Linked DNA regions of Mus musculus: region 2 is linked to region 1. A link is a contact called in public Hi-C data. All regions are on one chromosome and are shown on one strand. Each heading gives the region's core, a stretch centred on a gene start, on an enhancer-like site or on the middle of the called end of the contact. The rest is flanking DNA. Distances are from core to core; before and after follow the strand shown. Region 1 overlaps Pctp (phosphatidylcholine transfer protein). Region 2 overlaps Stxbp4 (syntaxin binding protein 4).

Region 1 (4,552 bases), core at 1,629-4,128:
GGAAGCCAGAAGAGGGTGTCACATGCCCTGAAACTGAAATTACATAGAAGGAGATGAGTTGCCACTTGTGTGTTGGCAATCTAAACGTGAACCAGTGTCCCCTGAAAGAACACTCAGTGTTATAAACAGCTGAGCCATCTCTCCAGCCACAAATTTTCTGTTTGTCTGTCTGTCTGTCTGTCCCTCCCTTCCTCCTTCCCCCTCTTCCTTTCTTTCTTCCCTTCTTTCTAGTCTTGAGCTGGGCCAGGTGTCCCTGCAAACAGAAGAGGCAACATAACTAATTCCTTCTTCCACAAAGAAAGGTAAGAGGGAGACAGCACACAGAGAAGCCTAAGTCACTGCGTTTATTCACAGAACACAACTTTCTTCCCAGAAAAGAACGTACACTTTAAGGAATCCCACTTAAACAATCCCTTTCTTCTGCCTTTGCATCCTGAGTGTCCATGTTCGTTAATCAAGGTTTGCACACAGTGGTTACAATTTTCCCCTGAGATCATTAAGGCTGTGTCTTGGCTACAGAATGTATTTTCCTACTAACATCGAGGATCAAACGCAGGGTTCTGAGTTCCTGTTTTGAAGAGGTAGAATTCCTAAGAAAAAGGCGAAGTGCCGGGCAGTGGTGGTACACGCCTTTAATCCCAGCACTCGAGAGGCAGAGGCAGGTGGATTTCTGAGTTCGAGGCTAACCTGGTCTATAGAATGAGTTCCAGGACAGCCAGGGCTACACAGAGAAACCTTGTGGGGGTGGGGGGGGGCAAAGAGCACATCAAATCACTACTTCCATTTCACTCCATTGTAAACCATTACTGTCCCTTCAACATCTCCAAACAGTCTAGAATGGAAAGTCACCTTAGTACATAGGAAGACACTATCATTGGGCTATGCGCAAGCCATCTTTGAAGCCTGAGGCTTGCAGTCAAATGCACAGCTCGAGAGGTAGAGGCAGCTATTTCTCAGTGGATGGGAAAGGAAAAATCCAGATGTGGGCAATTAGGAAGCCTTGGTCATCTCAACATATGCTCCGTTAGTGCTGGGACACCCCTCAGAGGAGTCTGATATCATAGTAGCTACTAATGCCGCCCAAGGGGGAAACACAGCCCCACTTGCTTGTCACCCCAAACCCCAGCCTATCCGAATCAGCGAGGCATCAAGAGAACAGACATCACTCTATCTCCAGTATTCGAACATGGAAGGTCAACTGTGGGCTAAAGACCACTTCTGGGTGCAAGAGAGAGTCCTGAAGTGAGCCTGCTTTCCAAGAAGGGCTGCTTCTATAGCTTGTCGTCCTTCCTCCTTTCACCCATTCCCCCCCAAATGGCACAACAGAATGGCGCCTTTTCCCCCCACTAAGGATTTCCCTAATGAAACATAAACAAGCATGGGCCCCATTCAATAGTGGAAGAAGGTAACAGGCTCTGAGTATGACCATTGGGAAAGAAGGCAGCAATGGAGCCGATGGAGCTGGCCAGAGGCAAGGTTGCTTGGGAATGAGTAGCGCTTTGAAGATGGGAAGTATGAATGGAAGGGCGAGCCTCAGGTGGTGTAGCACAGCCAGAGATGTCCTTCATGGATGACGGAGTCCCAGTCCCCTCCTTAGGTTTTCTTGTGGTAGTTCTGACACGCTTTCACCATGTCCTTCAAAAAGTTTGGAACTCCATTCTGCAAAAGAAAAGACTATGTTTCTATGTATCCTTCATTCTCTGGAGTGTGGCAGAGAAAAACAATGGGTTTGGGGGGTAATCAAAGACAATGGGGCCCCTGATCCAATTTCAACATGACGCTGTCACAGAAAACGGCAGAAGGCAAGACCCAGAGCAGACAGACTTGAAAGGCTTGAAAGACAGGGCCTTCGAGTTGACTTCTGCTAATAAAAACTACAGAGCTCCTTTTGAAATTATTATTAATTAAAAAGGAAGGGAGGCTAGGACTAGGGCTCAGCCTAAAAGCACATGCTTTTCCTGTGATGAATCTGAGGTCAGGTCCCAGCACCTATGTCAGATAGCTCACAGCCACCTGTCACTCCAGCTCCAGGGCCAACTGGACCCTCCAGACACATATGCACACATCCCCATCCACATATGCATATAATTTCTTAAAAATATTTTTTTAAAAAGGAAAGAAAAAATTAAAACAAAACAAAAGACTGGAACAAAGTAAATCAAGAGTCGGAATTAGATTGCTGGATACTTCCTTAAAGAAGTGGAAGGGCTTGTCTTACTGTTTTAAAAAAAATAGTGTTTGTGGTTAGGGGATGGGATATGTTGTACAGTGTCAAGCACTGTGCATGACTTTGCAAAAATGCTGTTTCACTGACTTCATCTCCATGCAGGGGGCATTATTCATCTTCAGTTTTTGAAAAAAAAAAAAAAAAGGAAGTTGGACTTCCCTGACTAACAGAAAACAGTCAGTAACAGAGCCCAGGTTCAGAATTGCATCTGTTTGCCTCTGACACCTATAGGCATTCTTACTTTCCCATGAGCCACTGGAGTTCACCACAGGACCTGCACAAAGCCTGCTGAATTGTCACAGTGATGCAGGACCCTAGGAGTGGCAGCCTATAGTGATCTGAGTCACTACCACTGTAACTTGGCCCGAGAGACTGAAAAACAGCAAAGACAACCGAACTAGAGGTTTCCTCTGAGCCAGGGAGGGTCTGCTTGTCTCTAAGCAAGGTCTGACTGTCTCATAAGCAGATACTGAAAACACTGGAGTCCCTGTAAGGGGCAGCCTTACGTCTGGAAGTTCCAGCGAGTAATCATGGAGGGTCCGTGGCTACCAGCAGGGAAGGGCTGACATTCTTGGCTAACAGAGTCTTTGTCCTATGTCTCAGCCTCCATCCTGGGTGTTGGCCACTCCAATAATCACCAAGTCACTCAACCGAGCTCTTCATAAAAGACTCTCGTTACCCTGGGACAATGCATCTTGTGACAACCCACAGGCTAAGTCAACATTTGTCAAATGCACACTCCCCACTGCCTAACTCCTGGGATCTCACCTTGGCTGCCCAGTTAATGAGCCAGGACGGAATTTGGCCACCCGGGTTATCAAAGTAGTACATGAAAACTAAAAGAGAAGAGAAGACAATTCAGGAGGAGTGGGGGGGGGGACACGGGGGCTAGAAAAATACAATAACAAAGCTCCGCAAAGCCGTCTTCCGACTGGGACCCAGACAGCGCAGAGGAAGGAGCACGTGAAATGCCCCGACCTGCCTTGCGGCTACTGACACAGGAGTACTGTTGAAAATGCAGCCAGGGAAACACTTGGCTGTGCTTTCTTAGACACCTGATGAACGCTAGACGTTTGCACATCATCGTTATCCAAACAGCCCCAAGGAACTGACGGTTAGCATACACGAGGAAATAAAGCTCAGAAAAATGAGAAGACAGACCTAACAAGCAGCAGACTTAGGGTTCGGATTTTGTGGGCCACATTCATGCCGGTATGGCAGATGCGGTTGCCCCGTTTTCCTTCTTGGAGACTGGAACTCGATGTTCTTAAGTCTCTGGCCTTGTGTGTGTGAAGGGCTGGATCCTCCAATCCACACCTGCCAATCCCCTAGCCCTGTCTAGGCTCGGTCCCTATAGCTACAGGGTAAGCCGGAAGCAACTCTTTCTAAACTCAAGGGTTTCAATGTTCTGATTTCATTTGGACAACAAAGAATGAATGGGTGGTGGGTGGGGCTGGAGAGTTGCCTCAGCTTTTAAGAGCCTGTATTGCTCTTAAGGAGGATCCTGGTTCAATTCCCAGCACCCACGTAGTGGCTGACAACCACCTGTAACTCTAGTCCCAGGAGATATGATGCCGTCTTCTGATCTCCACAAACATCAGGCAAGAAACGCATGTGGGCAAAACACACTAATGAACATGTAAGAATAAAATAAATAAATGTTAACAAGCAGAAGAGTGCACCGCATCAGACTGGAACATCTACACTGAGGCCTAGCCAATCTCTGATGTGGATCCAAACACTCCCACATGGCCACCTCACGTCTCCTTTGTTCCCGGGCCATGGTTACATTCACTGGATAAGCTTTTGCCTAAGCTGCCTCCTACTCAAATGGCACTGGCTTAGCTGCTGCCCTGCCCCGAAAGCTTTACCTCTGCTCCCCTTCTTGCCGTCACTCTCGATCGCCAGGCTCTGTTTGTACTGTTTCACTCGGATGACCCCAGACTTCTCGGGAAACTGAGGTGCCGAGATACTCTGGGCCAGGACCACGTAGATCTTCCTCCCGTCCACATCCAGGTCTCGGCGCTGGCGGGTGTAGACGTACTGCATAGCCAGTCAAGGCATGATGCCAGCGAAAGAGCAGCCCACACTGGTGGCAATGGAAGGTCTCTCTGCACCTTCCACGTAACAACTGGTCCCTTCTGCAGAATGCCCACTTTCCCTGCAGAGCTGAACCTCACAGTCAACGGTAATTCTCACTGGAGAGTGCCTGTTACCTGGCTGTGAGCAGATCCCCTGAATGCTTGGTTACACAAGGGTCACCTTCCTCCTTCTCCAGGAAGGCATCCTGAGAGCACTATTCACTTAGCTGTAATCATGGGGACG
Region 2 (4,691 bases), core at 739-3,238, 570 kb after region 1:
GCTGCAGTAGGACGCTGGAGCCAGACAAGACCCTTGGAGGCAGCCTGATACCACAGGCATCCACACGGCTTTGGGCAGCACAGATCATGGACATCTGGAAGGCTTTCTTCATTGTCAGCATTTAAACCCTCTTTATAGATGCAGTGCAGCTCAGTGGCTACATCTTTAGACATTAAACATGGTGATTCTTCCAAACTTTAGGGCTTAAGGGGCTCCATCATTAAAAGAGATGATCAATTCTTTCAAAATAACCCTGAGGGGTTTAACTGGAATATGAATCATATTAAACTGTGTGTATGTGTGTGTGTGTGTGTGTGTGTAGCATTTTGTCTAAGATCATGAAATTCAAAGAGTATGGGGGGCCCAAAGTAGGATACAGGCTAAGGTTGTAATGAATAGATAAATAACGTAACATCTGATTTTAGCTTAAGAGGTAAACAAAATAATCACTAACATAACATATCATTGTTGAGAAAGTACTGTAAAGACGGAATAGCCCAAACAGACCTTAGGTTAGGAAAGAATTGAGTCTGCAACTAAGGGTGATACCACAAAAACAATAAACGGTTGCTACAGCAAACCATTTGGGAGGGAAAAAAAAGTATATATTCTCATCTTATACCATATGCTGACACAATACTTTCAGTATTAAATAGAGACAGGGTGGGGGCCTGGGTAAATACACATCTGAAATATGGCCAGAAATAAACAGTTGCACTGATTTTAAAAGAAAAAAAGTAAAAGTAAATCGACAACACAAAACTTTTAGTGTTTATTAAATGGGAGAAGGGGCTTTTGTACAAGTTAAATATCTCATGTTAGGGTTCCGAGAAACGGAGTCAATGTCTCCTACAGAAATAGAACTTGGGTACTTTCTCTAGCTCCTCCATTGGGGGCCCTGTGATCCATCCAATAGCTGACTGAGCATCCACTTCTGTATTTGCCACGCACTGGCAAAGCCTCACAGGAGACAGCTATATCAGGGTCCCTTCAGCAAAATCTTGCTGGCATATGCAATAGTGTCTGGGTTTTGTGGCTGATTATGGGATGGATCCCTGGGTGGGGTAGTCTCTGGATGGTCCATCCTTTTGACTTAGCTCCAAACCAAGGAGCTGAAGGGGTCTGCAACCTTATAGGTGGAACAACAATATGAACTAACCAGTACCCCCAGAGCTCATGTCTCTAGCTGCATATGTAGCAGAAGATGGTCTAGTCGGCCATCATTGGGAAGAGAGGCCCCTTAGGTCTTGCAAACTTTATATGCCCCAGGGAACACCAGGGCCAAGAAGTGGGAGTGGGTGGGTAGGGGAGTAGGGCATGGGGAGGGTATAGGGAACTTTCGGGATAACATTTGAAATGTAAATAAAGAAAATATCTAAAGAAAGAGATCTTGTATACTAATGTGAGGAAATGGGATGAAGTGTATGATAGAGGAAATTTAAAAAGCAAGAGAGGAGATGCAAGTTAGCCAAGCACCGTGTGCAGAAGCCAGTAGTGTCATTCTGCCAGACCAGCAAGTGTGTGTGTGTGTGAAACTAGGCTTGAGAAGGAGCAACAGCACAGAGAGGCAAGGGTCCCTTAGGAGCATCCATGACCATTCCCTGTGACTAGGCCATCCCACTTTTTAATGGTTCTATCAGCCGTTTAAATCTTTACCCTGAACACTGGGCTTCCAACCCAGGGACCTCTGGGGGGATAGATATACTGTAACAGTGCTGTAGCCATGGCAACACTTGGGTTTGCTAAAGCTTGCTTAAAATGCTGCATGCACTTTAGGTGAATCACTGAGTACACATGCCATTAATACCCAAGAGCTGTGAAGCAGATCTCTAGTTATTCAGGAACTCAGGCAGAGGCAATCTCTTCATATATAATGCAAAAAGACAATAAACCAATGCAGATTTCTAAACAATACTTATGTGGGGTCAGACATGACCAGGCGAGTTTTGTTTTTAACTTGTCAGCGTTTTGTGAATAAATCATTACTACGATGTCACGAGTCCCATACGACTGTAGAACTACTGAGACTATTTTTTACACAGCAAACTGCCAAGATAAGACGTTAATAGAATCAGCCGCCTTATCACTACTTCCTCCTTGAAACAACTTCCTCCTTGGATCAAATGTTCTTGTTTGTCAGTCCAACTATTATATATTGCTCCAACACTTAAAAAAAAATGTTTAGCATCTACACAGACGTCTAAAGTGTAACCTAAATGGTGCTCCCTCCATGCATTGTATGGAACCCCATCTTCACGAGTTTCTCATAGGGAAACCTCCTATAGGAAATGGTATAAAGAAACTAATTGCGGGTCTCTATGAAGAATACCATCACTTTGCTCCCAAATTCCCCAACACTGAAAATGGTGTCTAATTAAGCCAACACAATTAAAATAACTTTATAATACAGAAAAGACAGAAAAATGTCTGTCTTGGAATCCTTCTAACACCAAGATCTTTTCTATATGAAATGAGCATAACTACTTGGGAATAGGACTCTGAAATAGACAATTATATTAGTTTTCCCTGCTATGAAATATTTGAGTGGGGTGACTTGTAAAGAAGGGGTTAGTTAGTTGTTGGCGTTTTATGTTCAAAGGTTGGGAAAGTGAGATGGGCCACCTGTGAGAAGGTGAATTGGCATGGAGAGACAAAGGTCCCATAAGAACATCCAGGGCATGACCCACGATCTAAGGATCTTTCTACTTTTTAATGGTTCTATCGTGTGCTTATATTGTTACCCTGAATACCAGGCTTGCAACACAGTAGACTCTGTGGAGATACAGCAATCATACCATAGCTATAGAAACACTGAAGTTTGCTGCATGCACTGCCAGTGAATCACTAAGTACAAATGATGTCTATGCAAACACGAATGACGACTGGAACGCTGGGAAACCAGGTTTCCTGCTCCTTTTTCAAGTAAGCTTTCCTTACCTTAGGCAGTTTCTAGTGCAGAGTCTAATGGTAGTGAAAAGAGAAGTAATTTTCTCATTACACGCACACACACAAAAGAAAATTAATGCTGAAAAATAAACCTAGCTATATTTATTCCATAAGCTTCTTTAATCCCACTGCTGTCCAACATTATAAGTGCTTTATAATGGTTTTCAGATTACTTTTGTTTGTCTTGAAACGCTTGTGTCCATAAAATCTCAGCCAATGGTTACACCGTGCATGCTAATAGAATATCACAACCAGGAAGGCAACACTGGAACAATCCACCAACCTTCTTTAGAGAAAACTAGTTTTATAATGCTCTCAGAAACAAAACAAAAAGAACAATCTGTGGATCTATACAATAGTCCAGGGGAATCCCAGGGAGGTAAGCTGGATGGAAATAGACTATTATGAAAGGCAGCTTGTGTCCTTTTAAAGGACAAAAATTGTGATCAACAATAGATTAGTGGGTGTCAGGCATGAGGAGGGTAGGTGGGAGGGGGGGGGACAGTGGCCTCAAAAGGCCAGCATGAGGCATCTTTCGGTAAAAGGATTTTAGTGGGAAGCAAAAGTTACTATTCTGACATGAAGGCCATTATTACAACAGCATGCTTTTGGAGAAGAAATGTATAACAAATATATGTGTTCTTATTTTTCCTCTCTCATGAGATGGTATTTTAGAATAACTACTAGTACTGCTCAAGAAAACTATTGGACATTCAAATTGCCAAAACTGAATTAAAGATCTAGAGGCCACCCAAACATAAAAATTAGAGGTGTCATTGTTTTTTTGAAATCACAAGAAAACATAATCCCTAGAAGGGTGGGACTATAACTAGGGTTTGTTTTAGAGATATCTGACATGTTTTTAAAGTTGTCTTTCTTGCTTCATCGGACTAAGCCCCTGCCAGAGAATCCTACTGACGTGACCACCTATTTCACGCCCTTCTGAAGTCTTCAGCACAAGCTTGGTACAGGCGAGGCAACGACAACCGGACTTATCTGATCCTAGTCGAATTGCCAAGTAAACAATTCCCCTATTCCATCAGAGCAAAGACTGGTTCAGACAAGCTAAGTGTTTTGGCTCTAGAGTAGTCACCAATTCACCGTTGCCTGGGGTCATAACACTACCTTGGAAGTCAATTTAAAAACAACTTGAGTGTTGAGGGTGGGTTTTACAAAGTTGTTGATCAAAGGAAGACGCAACAGGAACGGTTCATACGTGTTGGGAGTTGTTAGAACTTGAAGGAAAAGAAAGTGACAGGTATAACTTCATGGGAAAGCATCTTCATTCTAAACAGCAGGGCTGGGCTATTCTTTGGTGCATGAAAAAAATATATATATATATAAATAAAATATAGGACCAAGAGTAAGACGTCTCATGGCAAGAAGAAAAACAAGGGACTTGAAAAAGGATGCCAATGCTTCAAAGCTTGCTCTTTATGTTCCTCCCTTCCTCGCCCTCCTTTTTTACCCATCATCCCCTTGTCCTGGTGGTTACTCAATGCTTTTTGGGTTGTCACACTAAAGGTAAAACTCGCTTCCATGACTTAAAATAGCTGAAGAACCTGTGAAATGAGAAACCATGATGCTTTTTAGGATTGGTTCAACATTTTATAGTAAGATAAGGTCCTGCAAAGAGTTAATAAAGGATCGTCCCCTATGAATTAGAGACCCCCAGAAGCCCCCGCACAACACATGCTCTTGCCATTGCTCTTGCTTGCCTACCATAATGAGCTCGTAAGTTGCCA

What was found. Hi-C and Micro-C count contacts between places; a contact is called where the count stands out from the background.
Region 2: a Hi-C map of the HPC-7 cell line shows a contact between it and region 1, with 6 times the contacts expected there. The contact joins two enhancer-like sites. A contact is called at or near these places in 1 of 484 Hi-C or Micro-C datasets (the HPC-7 cell line), 1 of 115 datasets of contacts at active chromatin or transcription factors (embryonic fibroblasts) and 1 of 9 other capture datasets (embryonic stem cells).

What each region holds. Positions count from the first base shown.
Region 1 is chr11:89,983,098-89,987,649 of GRCm38.p6, forward strand. Pctp (phosphatidylcholine transfer protein) reads right to left here. Exons shown (of 6, transcript NM_008796.3): 4 at 4,099-4,270; 5 at 2,996-3,063; 6 at 1-1,659. The coding sequence ends at 1,594. Among named protein-coding and RNA genes, the nearest start is that of Pctp, 18 kb to the right of the region's middle. Within about 2 kb of position 2,879, at least 71 of the 459 cell types and tissues checked have an H3K27ac peak or open chromatin away from gene starts, as enhancers often do. A contact at or near this core is called in the HPC-7 cell line, where this site is marked.
Region 2 is chr11:90,556,808-90,561,498 of GRCm38.p6, forward strand. All of the region lies in intron 12 of Stxbp4 (syntaxin binding protein 4), which reads right to left. Among named protein-coding and RNA genes, the nearest start is that of Stxbp4, 79 kb to the right of the region's middle. Within about 2 kb of position 1,989, at least 40 of the 459 cell types and tissues checked have an H3K27ac peak or open chromatin away from gene starts, as enhancers often do. A contact at or near this core is called in the HPC-7 cell line, where this site is marked.